2 separate regions of the Triticum aestivum genome follow, and region 2 is linked to region 1. A link is a contact called in public Hi-C data. All regions are on one chromosome and are shown on one strand. Each heading gives the region's core, a stretch centred on a gene start, on an enhancer-like site or on the middle of the called end of the contact. The rest is flanking DNA. Distances are from core to core; before and after follow the strand shown. Region 1 holds the start of LOC123120534 (jasmonate-induced oxygenase 4). Region 2 holds the start of LOC123120538 (E3 SUMO-protein ligase SIZ2).

Region 1 (3,654 bases), core at 756-3,255:
GGCCACTTGTCAAGGTTTCTGATATCACTTGGGAAGAGATTAAGGAAGTAATAGTCACTCCAATCTAAGATTGCCCCTTTCTCAACTCCAAGGCGGCTCCCATACCCCTCATATGTTACCGGTAAGTTGGCATGTGCCTTCTTCTCTTCCATGGGGAGGTCAAAGAACTCCCTCCATGCACTTCTCATCCTCCTCACAGCCTCCGTGTCCACATCATGGTTCACTAACTGGAAGAAACCCCAGTTCTTGCATGCAGAGGCTATTGCTTTTAGCATTTCTTGGTGATGTTCAGGGGTATTAGAGAAGCTAGCAAGATCGATAACTGGGATACTGAGATTAGGGTCATTTGTGACACCACTAGGACGCTCAGATGGAGGCTTGACGTACTGTTGTGGCAAGGAGCTCATACCAGAGTTGGAAAGAGTTTGCACTGGTACAATGGGTTCTGGCCAGTCAAGCAGATTGCTACTTGCCATGGTGGGAGTGATAGGTCTTGGTTTGGTTATGAGAAGAGGGTGTGCGTGTTTATATAGAGAAAGGATATGTGATGTATGAGATTAAATCGCAATGCATTTAGTGCAATTCATGGTGGGATTGGACGGATATATATGTACAGATTGGACAAGATTATGCTCATTAAGAGATATGCCTCATTTATCGTCTGAATATTGATAAAATCTTTTGGATATATACATATAATTAAAATCTTGGATACAGTTTCGTATGCCATTAATGGAAGGAAGATACAATCTTTTGGACACAATTTCATATGCCATTAATGGAAGATACAATCTTTTGGATACAGTTTCATATGCCATCAATGGAAGATACAATCTTATGGAGTGAGCTAATTAATAATAACATTCACTTGCTTCTTGTTCGTGCAAGTAATCAACATATGATACATAAGCACACATATAATATATTTCCTTTCGAAACGCTAATGTAAAAGTGGAGAGAATACGATATTATTTCAGTAATTTAACTAGGAGTATGGTATATCAATACATAAACTTCAAAAGGTATTAGAGTGCCTTTTGTTTTGTTCAGTTGAACTGTCAAATTTTTGCTCCGTAGACATGATTTAATAGATATTATACTGTTAACTTATAAACTTTCTGAACACGGATGAGTTAATCGACGTCATTGTTACTATTTTTAATGAGAGCTGGCCACACAAAATTTACTGAGGCAATAGTAATTGTATTTGCAATCCTAAGTGAACTTCATTTTCGTGATTGACCCTTGAAGAAACAAAATAGAAAAAAGGATGCAGTATTTCTTTGTTTTGATATCACTACAGACATGTGATCAATTGACCATTTCAGATAATGCTTGCACATAGTCAAAATCAAAGAACAACACATATCAATTGATAGGGACAGAATTGGTTGCAAATAGTAGGAGAGAAATTGCATTTTGAAATTAAACTTGCTGAGCCTTAGAGGTTTTAGTTATCCCAGTGGAGCAGTATATATTGCTGACTAGGAGGAATAATTTTTCTAAACTAGAAATGCATATTCTATTTGATGGCATGCATGTTGACATATTTTTGCAGATCATGTATGCACTCTGACTTCTGAGCATGTTTTGATGCATGTTCTATTTCATAGTGAAATAATAACAGCACACAGTTGATTTACTTGTATGTTCTAGTAAATTAAGGTTATAGTATTTCTTTCAGAACAAGGAGATGTTCCCCAGAAAACCCGGCAAAACATGGGCAGTTACTTGGTTCCCCCAGGTCCATGGGAGGATTGGATAAGGCAATTAAGAAAACAATACACACGTGCTGAAATGAAAGTCAAAAAAATCAGCAAATGATATGGTTATGCATAACATCATGTCATCAATATCAAATTAGGTGTACACACACTACAATTGATGTATATTTATACATATGAATATATGATAAAGATTGCCCGACATGTACACTCATAGTTACAATTAGCTAGGAAGTTTTGGTTGGCACTATGCATGAATATCTCACTGCTGATGTAAACAAAGCATCCAAGAGCAATCTCACCGTTTCACATGCAGTACGTAGGCACATCTATCAATCGATCAATGAGGTGCTGTCAGAAGGAACTAGTTTGCCAGCAGGAAAGAAATTACGGCTGGGCATTACCTAGTCAAGAAGCACGACAAATTAATGTGTACGTGTGTCAGCTAATACCAGCAAATCAATCAAACACATGTTGCATTGAACATTTATAACGAGATACCTAGAGCCGACAGCGACGCCACACATCCAACAAGCAGTTCTGTGAAGCAAACACTTATCTGCAAGAAAGTGATGCTACATCATGCAGCTTGGCTGACAATAGGTTGGCATTGCTAATATTATTACGATTGCTATCAGTACAATATCGTAACACTTTATGAGGCTTATGCATACTTATGAGAGAAAATAAGAGTAATCATAGATTATCGGTACAAAGAGTCCAGTAAGACATCAGCAGCTAGCTCCCCCTGTTGCATGGCAGAATAGATGGTGCAAATTAAGAAAACAGAATGCACATGTGCTGAAATGAAAGTCAAGCAAATCGTCCAATGATATGGTTCCGGTAGCATCGACATCAAAGGTGTACACTAGTTCAGCAAAGCGACAGCAAAACAAAGGATAAAACAGATCTGGAGCAGTATCAAAATTGCCAAACATGCCTAGTCAGAATATACGAAGAACCGTGCGCCATTATTCTTGATCTAAAACAAAGATATGGGGGCTACCTCATCAACCACCACACCGGTGAGGTTGGGGGCGATGGTGAATCTCGGAGATCAGTGGCTGGCCAGGGCGACAGCAAAGCTAGGATGAGAGCGACCTTGATCAACCAGTCAATTACCACATGTTAATATGGAGTAGAATAATGCTGTGTGCGGCACATCAGCCAGACCAGCAAATCAATGGAGCACATGTTGTAATTTTAGTCAAGTCGTCGCACGCATTAGCAACAGCAACCGCAGGCTTTGGCTCCTTCTAGTAACATTTGAGCTGGCACGGAGCAGCAAGAAAGCAGGGAGCATTCAGAAGCAAACACTGACTAACCAACGCCCCAATGTGCGATTCAGAAAGAAGGAACACGGAACACATGTGGACTGCCGCGGCCGTCGATCCACCTTCGCCGGCGGCCGACGGCCGCCCGCCCACATGTGGTCATCTCCGCGTAGCCTCCGTCTCCTCACCCAAGTACCCAGCACGGCAGCGCCGCGCGGACCTGTTGGCCTCCGCGGCCATTGCCGCCGAGCTCTGTGGCCGTATCGTATAATCAGCCCTATCACGCATACCCAAATCAAAACCCCAGTAAAAGAACGATAAGGGAACGTACATTCTTGCGCGTCCCATCTTTGATTAGGTAGTCGAGAGAGGTGGCGCCGGTCTTGAGCCCGCGCCGGTTCCCCTGCCGCCGCCATGGATGCCCACAGGCGGCGGCGCTGGAGGAGCTGTGATTTTGGGGCACCCTTATTTCTCGCTTTAAGCGAGCACAGGGGATGCCTCGCGTCGATTTTGGAGCCCAGATGGCCGGCCCAGCCGCGCGGGAGGCAACGGCCTGTTTTTTTTTCTCTTTTTTCTGTTCTCGTTTTTTGTTTTTTTGTACTTTTCTCTATACTTTAAAATATTTTACGTATATATGCAAAAAAAATCTTCAAAAA
Region 2 (3,728 bases), core at 869-3,368, 380 kb after region 1:
GCATTTGTAGAAGAGCCGCGGTGGTTTCTTTCTTGATTCTTTCATAAAAAGTGTTCGCATATTCTTACAAAAATGTTTGTATAACTTCACCCATTTTTTGAAAGCATTTGTGCGTTTAAAAATAAAGTTCAAACAGTTTCAAAATATATCATGCATTTTCAAAAAGTGTTTGTACTTTTTTGAAAAAAGAGGAAAATAAAAATGCATACAGGAAAAAAGGAAATATAAAAAAGGAACACACACACATATATGTATAATGAAAAATACCAATTTAATTAAAAAGATAAAAGTGACCGAAAAGAAAAGGTAATAAAGAGAAGAAACGAAAAGAAGAAACATAAAAATGAAAGAAAACTGACCCCGGCCCCGCGCTGGAAGCGAGCGTTCTATACACAAATATTCAGCGTACGTGTAGGCAAGTGGGCACTGGATCTCACAATAGTCGAGACATAGCATCCGTATTCCCCGCAAAAAAAAAAAGACATAGCATCGCTTCCCGGCGCGCAGGAGGTTGCAGTTCTAGAAGAGCAGAAAAGAGCCACGGTGGTTTCTTTCTTGATTCTTTTGTTTGGATTTCTTACTTCGATTTTTCCATTGATTCCTTGTGTATGTGTACTGTAGCACGACCCACTATATGCGCGCTTTGTCCTGTGCCACAGGGAAGCATAAGTGAAGCACATGCATATTATCACGGGGAGTACAAGTTAGTTGCTAACTTGTGCTTCAAAAAATATTTGTCGGAACATATCACCATTTGATATGTTTCAAATTTTCCGACGATCCTAAAATCTTGATCATGACACATAAGCAAAGTTAGATGTAACGTAACACCCTATTTAATGAGGAAAGAGAGAGTTATCATATCTTAATCTAGATATAGCTCTTAGCATAAAAACCAAGACAAGTCATTCTTTTCCTCACACGAAACATGTTAAATAAGAACTCTTTTAGATATGACAACAAGATATAGAAGTAATGCATTGGACGAGCTATATCTAAATACATACTTAATGCATATAATGTAGCTTAAAATATAATGCATTGGGACTGACACTAGTGTCAATTGATTAAAAGTAAAAGAAAATAGTGACTATATGAAGAAGGCTTAAACACATGTGAGCACACACATTAAGAGCAAATGACATGTATATTTTTTGAACTACAGATGATACCCCGCACGTTGTTGTGGGAACTGTTTGAAATAATTTCATTGAGATTTGTTTGTAGGAAACATTGGTTTTTTGACTAACAATATGGGAACTGAAACTAACATACCCCCCCCCCCCCGCGTCCTATAATATAAGAGCGTTTTTGGCACTACTGTACTGCCAAAAACGCTCGGTAGTGCCAAAAACGTTCAGTAGTGCCAAAAACGCTCTTATATTATGGGCGGAGGCCGGAGAAAGTAATTTATTGCATTTGATTATTCTATAGTCAAAGAATATTTAATTAAATATGAGTAGCATGCATGGTGCATGTTAATGTAGGTCTTTCCCATGATGATGGCATGATGAGATGACATAGTTGCATGTTAAGAGAATTGGAGTTAGTGGAGATCAATTATTTAGTCTATATGCTGGCATGGTGAGGCGGCATACTTGCGTGTTGATAGAATTGGAGTTAGTGGGAATCAATTATTTTGGTACATATGATTAGATGTTATCTCACACATTGGTGCACGAATGTTTTGCAATATATTTAGATATATTTGGTTGTATGAAACAATGAGATTTGGATAATAATATAAAAAATATTATTTTTATTTACTGCATATGGTTGTAAAGTATTTATGAATATAAGAAGCATAATACAAAAAAAAGCTAATCATGAGAGCTACGCCAAGTTCACAACAAGATGTTGACATTACTGGTTGTTTTTCACTAAAAAAAGACATTACTGGTTCTGGTTGTTTTTTTTTTTTAGGGGAGGTTCTGGTTGTTTTCATACGTGACGGATGTCTACGATAAGTCATACGCCATATGTAACGGAAGTTACTCCAAAGACTCATAATCAAAGTCCCTTAAAAAAGACCCTAATCAAAGTCGGATTTGTCGCTTAAACCAGGGGACAGAGCATTAAGATTCGCGCCAGTCCTCGGTAGGGTACACGCGTCCCGTCCAGATCTCGTCGTAGGTTTCTCCCCTCGGTCGTCGTCATCACCCGAAGAGAAGAGGAGGAGAAAAGAGAGCAGCCAGGCCGCCACGCCCGCGAGCCGCCGCACACCAACGGAGCGGAGCGCCCCTCCTCCTCCGGCCGCCGCGATTCTTCTAGCCTCCTCCAATTCTCCGCCGCCGCTCCTCCCTTCACTCCGCCGGCCTCGCGTAGGGCGTCATCGCATTGGATTCCCCCGGGCCAGAGCCGCCATGGAGCCGGAGTCCGCCGACGATGCGGCGCTCGCCGGTTGCAAGGTATCCGCATCTCTTCGCATATCCCTCCATGCCTCATACTTTTGCGATTCCATCCGAACGTGTTCCGCGGTGGATGCCCGCTTCTACTCTGCACGACGGCGACCTCAATCTGGTGACGGTTCTAATTCTACGGCCCTCCTCCGGCGACCCCCTCCCATCATAACCTAGTAGAACTCTGACGAGCCGTCTTATTAGTTTCATATCCCTACCGCTTAATAGGTTTCTGTTTAGCCGATTAGGGACAGGGAAACTCTTGATTGATCGTCGCTTGACAATTCCCTTCTGTAACCTGAACCAGCTTTACTTACCAAGCCTGGCTACTAGGCTCATACATATAACTGCTTAAAATTAGGCCGCAGCTGCGCATCTTACATCGTTACAAGTTGTTTTCTGTAGAGATTGCAATTTGGGATTCGACACTGCTGACGCCCAAGCTGACATGCCCTGCTAACATTTTGCTAGGTGCTGAAACTCCTCACAGTTAGTATTTCTTAGTCTTCTTGCGTTGCTTGTTTCCGCAAAACTAGCTGATTTCTTTATCTGTTTGCCATTCTCTTGCACTGGCACTGTTTACATTGCTCGGCAACTTTGCTTCAGTAAGATTGTTCGGAGGGATGCATTTAGTAACCAAGTTTTAGATCGGAATTCGATTGCTAAATGTCATTGCTGCATCACCTTCACTTTAGTGGTGCTTAATATCTGTATATTGTAGTTGATAGCTACTAGGTGCTCTTATTCAAGCATTCGACAACAGTCCAGAACTGTCGTTATATTACACTATACCATGCCCTTACTCATGTATTGTATACAGGATAGCAGCGGCATCGATAGTTCTGCCCTCAGCTCCTCGCGTCATCTGATAAAACTTGTTTCTTGTTTGCATCACTATGTATAATCAATTGGAGTGGTCTATATGGAAATTTCATCATTTTTTGTATTAGTTCTTTTATGTTGTCAAGATGCCCCTGTTACGAAGTAGATCTTTCAAGTGATTATCTTATTTAGCACCCCTTTTCATGTGTGTGTTAGTCTTGTCCTAAAGGAATAGACCTGCGTGGCTCATTCATCTGTTTTATGTCGCTGATAGCTAAATGCTTTGTTGCAGGACAAGTTGAAGCACTTCCGAATAAAAGAGCTAAAAGATGTCCTGCATCTGCTTGGACTTTCAAAGCAAGGAAAGAAGCAGGTTTGTTCAATGCAATTTCGTATATCTACATGAATACATTCTACAAATATAAATTCTACTTATTGCTTTACTTTACAAGTTTACATCACTTGCTCAAATGTTTCAATCTTCCCTTTACTTTTTGGGAACAAATA

The links. A called contact is a pair of places that touch in the nucleus more often than the background predicts.
Region 2: a contact with region 1 is called in a Hi-C map of leaf, with 2.7 times the contacts expected there. The contact joins the promoter of LOC123120538 here to the promoter of LOC123120534 in region 1. A contact is called at or near these places in 2 of 5 Hi-C or Micro-C datasets (both in leaf).

The regions. Positions count from the first base shown.
Region 1 is chr5D:252,348,413-252,352,066 of IWGSC CS RefSeq v2.1, forward strand. It overlaps LOC123120534 (jasmonate-induced oxygenase 4), which reads right to left and starts at 2,006. Exons shown (of 3, transcript XM_044540543.1): 1 at 1-2,006. The coding sequence starts at 476.
Region 2 is chr5D:252,732,501-252,736,228 of IWGSC CS RefSeq v2.1, forward strand. It overlaps LOC123120538 (E3 SUMO-protein ligase SIZ2), which reads left to right and starts at 2,119. Exons shown (of 16, transcript XM_044540547.1): 1 at 2,119-2,408; 2 at 3,514-3,594. The coding sequence starts at 2,364.